Linked DNA regions of Astyanax mexicanus: region 1 is linked to region 2. The links are chromatin contacts, called in public Hi-C maps. All regions are on one chromosome and are shown on one strand. The core of a region is the stretch at or near the end of the contact, and the rest is flanking DNA. Distances in the headings are between cores, read along the strand shown.

Region 1 (3,614 bases), core at 823-3,322, 200 kb after region 2:
TTTGTGGAACATTGTTTTAAAACATTTCAATAATTTTCTTACACATTTTTTTTCAAAATTGCCTCAACTTTGTTTGGAATGCGTTGCAGAATTAATGTATATTCATAAATGGAATTAATCTAATTTGGTGCTGTAATTTTTCATGCAACAGAATCAAAAACACTATGATTGAACCTCAAGATTACGAGTAATCGAGCTCTATATGAATTAAATTATTTAAATTACAAATGTATCTTTACATGATCGTATTATTTCGTATTATTCAGTTTACTAATTGCAGTGTTAAATTGTTGTAGCACTAATTAATTAATTCAGTGCTAAATGTGAAGTAGTTTGCTAATTATATTTACATTGTAGGTCTCTAGTTAAAGTAGTTAATTTTTACTGGAACTGCACCATGTCTGTAGCTTGCATGACAATTTTTTAATAAACCTAAATATGTATTATAACCTTTTTTTTTCTTTTTTACGTATGCTTTGTAAGGGAGAACAGGGCACATCCCAATATATTATTTCTGTTACAAGTGATTGGAGGGGCTAGTTGCAGGCAGTTGTTAAAAGGCTGTTAAATGAATGAACAGTTGCTTCAATACAACCCTGTGTTGTTTGAGCAAGAATATCTTTTCTGCCTAAATACAAGAAAATACATAATTTATCAAAAACCCAATTAGAAAACATACTGTGCCAAATTGTTTAACAGTATTTGATAGTGCTGCATTTTTCATTTAATGCAGAACAGCATTCATTGATTAATTAAATTAAATTATATCTAGGGTAAATCATGAGAAAAACCTGATCAAAATGTCTTGGTTATGTAATAGAAAAACAAAAGGGTGACCAAAAGCATGTTTTACTACAAAGCTCTTTTGAACTGTATAGTCCATGTTAGGTTGTGCCCTGCTCTTCATATTCTGATTTGTGCTGTTTGAGTTTGGCTGTCAGGGCCAATGAATTGCCTGTCTGTTTGCACAGGGCTGCGACCTGAGAATGGCCTGTGGGATGGAGAGTGGAATACAGTGCCCTGGCACAGTCTGTCTGAACCTGTAAAATGAACAATGTATATTTCTGTTTGTTAAGATGAATAAATGTGTTTACCCATTGCATGTTATAAAGCTTGATCATTTTTGGAAGTACTAAGATCAGAGGGGGATATTTATATTGCCTGGACTTTAATTCAGTGAGAGAACACTGCACTTTGGGATCATTTTCGGATCTGCTATGCCTGAAAACTGTATATGATCAATACAGATATAAATGTAAACCTTTACATTCTGAAATTCATTTACTGTTCATTCATTCATTCATTTTTCTGTTTTTTTTTTGTTTGTTTCACATGATATGTGATAGGTCAAATCAGGTTAGTGTAACTATGGAAACCTGTATACCAAGAAATCTGTGGTTATAAAAGAGACACAGTATGGAACCCCATTTCTGCCACCTAAAAAACAGCACATATTTTTTTCCTCATTACGTAAATTGCTATTTTATTATTTGAGTCATTATTTGAGATACTATGTTATTATTTTGATGCTATTTTGAGAAACTAAGTTGTTATTTTAAGAAACCAAGTTATTATTTTGAGATACTATATATTTTAAGATACTGTTATTTTGAGATACTAAGTTATTATTTTGAAATGCTATCTGCTTTGAGATACTAAGTCATTTTGAGATACCAAGTTATTTTGAAATACTATCTATTTTTGAGTTGTTATATTTTGAAATGCTATCTATTTTGAGAAACTATTAATTTTGAGAAACTAAGTCATTTTAAGAAACTTAAGTTATTTTGAGATGCTGTCTATTTTAAGATACTGTTATTTTGAGATACTAAGTCATTATTTTAAGAAACTAAGTTATTTTGAGATGCTAAGTTATATATTTTTTAAATACTAAAATATTATTATATGTTGTTTTTTGTAAAAAAACAAAAAAAAACATCTTCCACTAACCACTTATGTTCCTAAAATAATGAGACAGAAAATTACTTAATAATGAGGAAAACTACTGTAGGTTATATGTTTTTATTGTAAGTATAAAGGGTATGTTCTCATTGTGTTCCCTGCCTTCACAGAGAGCCCCATTCCCCCTGTAGCGCGCATTATGTCTTTCATTCTCCTGGTTGCAGGGGGAGGGGAGTGAAAGTGCAGAGAAGAGGGGATTTAACATTCACCAGGAGACAGCCAAACAGCATGCAAGATGGAGAAAAACGAGTAAGTAGCTCATTTAAGATCTCAAATTAAACACTCGCCTAATGGAGTCACAAAACAGCGGTTTGTTTGCGCGCTGCCAGGAGCGCATAATCCAGGTGGAGGTTTTTTTTTCAATACTTAACCGCAGCAGATCTGTTTTTTGTGCAAAAAAATCTACACAAATAAAGCTTTCCGCAGTGGAGCTTTCTCTATTCATTCGAGTAAAAGGCTAACTAGCGTTAGCAGGCTAGCTCGCCGGATCCTTTGGTCTGCACAATAGAGAATCGCTGGATAGCCACTCTTAATAAAATAACATTTAAGATGAGATTTTAAAACGAGCTAATTTACCGCTTGGTCTGTGCAATTTTGTGTTTTTAGTAGATTACCTAGCTTAGCAAAGCTAGCTGCAGCTAAATAGCAGGCATGTCATTTTTAAAAGCACCCTGTGGTACGCGGCTAATGTTAGCTAGCGTTAGCTAACTCAGCTCTGTGAAACCACTGATTTTCTTAAGGTTTTATTTAGCTAGGCTTGCTATGTAACTAGCTAACCAACTAACTAGAGCGCTAAATATTCAGTTTAGTTTATTTTTAGACTAAACCGCTGCTTTTCCGCCCCCTTTCTCAAGCAGTAGGTTAGTGTATTTATGCAGGAGAAGACTGGTAACATTAACATTTAAATATGATAAACTTTCCGTTGACGCCGATTTACCTGTTCTTATTTGATTCATACCTAATTTCACCCTCCCAGATATAACTATGATGTTATAGTACTAGGAGCGCCGATGCACCAGCTCGTGTGTAAGTGTGTGAGCGTCGGTGCTGAAGGGGTGTTTAATACGGTTTATCTGCACAGGTTTCCCGTGTCACTGTATGTGTGTTTATTTTTTTCCGAGCGGATGGATCTTTCAGCGGCCTCAGCGCCGGGCAGCGTGATACGGCTCCGGTCACGGCGGAGCGATTTGCGATTAGCGACAAAAGAAACGTGTCCACAGAGCGGCGATGAGCTCTCCGATTCAGTGCTGCTATCCGATTAATTTGAACTGCCCGTTTTAACCAGCCGATTTAGCCGGTCATTTGGTATCGGAGACTTTAGCTACAAAAGCCTTTTTTCTATAAACGTTGTTCTATTAATAAAAGAGATTGGGCTAAAAGTGTTGAAAAAATATCAGCATTAGTAAAAAGTGAAAAGACCAACATTTGTACAATCTGGTAATATTTACAGATATTTAGTTATTTTATTTTTCACATTACACTTTCCTGTATGATTTCATTGAATTAAATGTACTCTTTTCTCACACATTATATAAAGAGTTTATTTCAGGTAACTTGAATGTCTATTGCTCCATTCATCAGGAAAGTTTGACAGTGTAAAGGACAGTTTGTGTGTTCAAAATGGAGATACTTGTTTTCTATTAGACAGTAAT
Region 2 (3,417 bases), core at 404-2,903:
TAGAGCTCATTTTAGCTAGCCCAGGCTTCCCTTTCTGGGAGGCCTAGAAGAGTCGTGAAATAACGCACGACACTAACCTATATAGGTTATATACAGCTCTGGAAAAAATAAGAGACAACTTTAAAATTATAAGTTTTTTTTTTTTTATATTATTTTACCAAATTGAAAACCTTTGGAATATAATCAAGGGGAGGATGGATGATCACCAAACCAAGCTGAAGTTTTGCACCAGGAGTAGCATAAAGTTATCCAAAAGCAGTGTGTAAGACTGGTGGAAGGGAACATGCCAAGATGCATAAAAACTGTGATTAAAAAACAGGGTTATTCCATCAAATATTGATTTTTGCACTCTTAAAACTTTGTGAATATGAACTTGTTTTTTTCGTATTATTTGAGGTTTAAAGGCTCTGCATCTATTCTATTTCAGCCATTTTTCATTTTCTGCAAATAAATTCTCTAAATGACAATATTTTTATTCGGAATTTGGGAGAAATGTTGTTCGTAGTTTATAGAATAAAACAACACAGTTCATTTTACTCAAACATATACCTATAAACAGCAAAATCAGAGAAACTGATTGAGAGCTGTTTTCCAGAGCTGTAACTGTTGTATATATTTAGCTCTGAATGTAATCAAGCTTTTAAATAAAAGCAGATGCTTTGTTTAGCTAGTTTAACTAGCTAGGCCATCTAAAGAGGAAGGTTGTGACAAAAGAGGCAAACAGACTTTATGAGCGTTCATAAAGAAATATAGGTTATCTAAAAAGATCTAAAAAGATTTTAAACAGAAGAACATTGAAGAAGTGTAAACCCACCTTAAAATAGCCGCCCTCGTAATGTGTATTAGGAGGTCCAAAAATCGCCACTTCCCAGTTGTACAAGTCAGACTCGTCCACCAAAGTTATTCTGAAGCCTTCGACGGGCTCGTCCTGAAGACTTTTCAGCTCCAGCATTAAAGCCTTCTGTGAACTCGCGACATGATGCTGCCCATGCTGAGCCATATTCCGCCCGAAACCCCCGAACCGCCCGAGTCTCCGTTTACAATAATAAACAACTACAGCTAGCTGCGCTCCTGACCCAACTTCTGTAAAACAAACGCGGGCTAGCAGCAGCGTTAGCCTAGCAAGCTGTTCGGGACTCGTTTTAGAGGAGAGTTCAGTTAAGTTATAACTCAGCTCGTTACTCTGCGTATTTAACACTTTAGTCCCCCACAGATATTCACAACAAACCCCAACCAGGTCCCACCAGCCACGGCTAAAGCCAGCTCACAGTCCGGGGCTAACACCAGCAGCAGCAGCGGAGGCTAGCAGCGCCTCTTCAGGATTCAGTGGAGAGTTAGTTAGCGTCAGGAGGCTTGTGGGGCTTTTGAGTGATTTTCTACCCCTCCGCGTCCGGTTCACACAGTTATCTCAAACCCCCCTATATTTAGATATATATACCACAACTTTTAAAGTCACAAGAGTCGATAATTTAAGCAGTTTCCCGCGGAGCAGCTAGCACAACACCGCAAAACACAGCACAGCACAGCCACCCAGTAACGATAAATCCGCTCCAACGGTTCTCTCACTTCTCTACCAGCGATGTTCGATTCCTGAACGAATCGTTCTTATGAACCGGTTCTTCTCAATAAATCGGTCAAAACGATTCATTCGCCCGATTCAACTGAATCAAACTAGCTAGCTAGGGTAGTTAGCTAGCTAGTTAGCTGTGACATATTTAGCATATGTTTGGCTTATTTATGACTTCTTTAAATATATATATATATATATATATATATATATATATATATATATATATATATATATATATATATATATATATTAATGTATAATTCATTAAATTAATGTTTTTATCTTATCACAAAGAATATTGTTAGCATAAAAATACCTTAAAATATTGTGTGTATTTTAGTGTCACACTATATTAAGGCTGTCAACATTAACGCGTTATCACATGCAGTTAATCTGTAAATTTCAACACATTATTTATAATTTATTTTTGTGCACTTTCTTTTACCCATTATATATTTATAATAGGTATGTGAATGTGAATAAATATTGTAATGTGCTTAGTTACTGAGAGTTTTAATGGAGAAAATAATTGCTGGTGTAGCTTCATATTTCAAAATAAATAGGGTGGAAAGAGGAAATGCATTGGGTGTGTGTTCGCATTATCATGTGAGTGTGTGAGAGAGAAAGAGCATAAACTAAAAGCATAAATAAAAAGTAATCCCCTTTCTAAACCTGACAGTAAGCGTTGCTGTATTATATTGCAAAAAAAAAATTGCTAATCCATCACCAGGCTCTGTCATTTTTGAAACATGATTTTGTCTAAAAAATGTGTCAAATACAATACATAAATAATGTGTTAAAATTTTCAAATTAACTGCATGCAATAATGCATTAATGTTGACAGCCCTACTATATATTTAAGGGGTGGGTAATATGACCCTAAAATAATATATCACAATATTTCAGGGTATTTTTGAGCTAATATTCTCGGCCATATGACAAAACATTAATTTCAATATGGCCCTAAAGTATAACAAAAAAGTACCACACTTAAGTAACAAATGGCACAGAATTTAAACATTTTAAAATTACATTTTGTTCAGCTAAACTTCCATGTGTATTTGTTGACAATTTGTATACTTTAATTTACTATTATTGAGCAAAACATCAGTGTTTAATATTATATGTGTAATATAAATCAGATATTAAAATATCTGAGTGCACTCTCTATGTGAACAGTAGACAGGTTCTCCAAAATCCAGTTACAAATAAATATAATTTTCTAAATGACTAAAAATATGTATCTAAAACATTAACTTTACCACAGTCAGTTGTCAACTTGAGATAAACCAAAGAGGAACTTTAATGACTGAAGTTAATATACCACTAAGAAAGCCATGAATTACAGGCAATAAATCAATCATCACCACTCTCACTCCCAAACTAGGTCACACATGACGGTGACAAAAAAAAAAAAAAAAAAAAATACACTGTAGTCCTTTACTGTACTATCAAGTACTTCACTGATAAATTAGATTTGGAGACCATGGACAAAACACAAATTAAAAGGATATGCATAATTCAGAAGTGGGAATTTATTGGTACACCATCTTCACACACAAAAGAAGACTACAGCAGCCTAAGGTTCTCATAATTCTTTTAGGTGGAGCTCTTAATTAAAGGGAACTTAGAAAGCAAATCATTGGTCATTCTCTTCAGTCGTTTATTCTTGAAACATTATATTACATCATACGGTCAGAAAATACATAGTGAAGGAGTCAGACAGTACCTTCAAATAAAGAGCATTGAGAGTACATTGAATGATACAAGCAAAATCCAGCAAGATCTGCACTACAGTTTGCCAGGGTGAAATCCTTTGGGAGATAGATGGTGGGTTGCTTCACTTG

Evidence for each region. A called contact is a pair of places that touch in the nucleus more often than the background predicts.
Region 1: a contact with region 2 is called in a Hi-C map of muscle, with 8 times the contacts expected there. The contact joins the promoter of mbd3b here to the promoter of cdc34a in region 2. A contact is called at or near these places in 2 of 3 Hi-C or Micro-C datasets (both in muscle).

Annotation. Positions count from the first base shown.
Region 1 is chr16:23,758,386-23,761,999 of AstMex3_surface, forward strand. It overlaps mbd3b (methyl-CpG binding domain protein 3b), which reads left to right and starts at 2,073. Exons shown (of 7, transcript XM_049465694.1): 1 at 2,073-2,211. The coding sequence starts at 2,198. It overlaps LOC125782236 (cytochrome b-c1 complex subunit 10-like), which reads left to right. Exons shown (of 3, transcript XM_049465696.1): 3 at 972-1,102.
Region 2 is chr16:23,558,188-23,561,604 of AstMex3_surface, forward strand. It overlaps cdc34a (cell division cycle 34 homolog (S. cerevisiae) a), which reads right to left and starts at 1,654. Exons shown (of 6, transcript XM_049465849.1): 1 at 815-1,654. The coding sequence starts at 1,000. ap3d1 (adaptor related protein complex 3 subunit delta 1) reads right to left here. Exons shown (of 33, transcript XM_049465854.1): 33 at 3,210-3,417.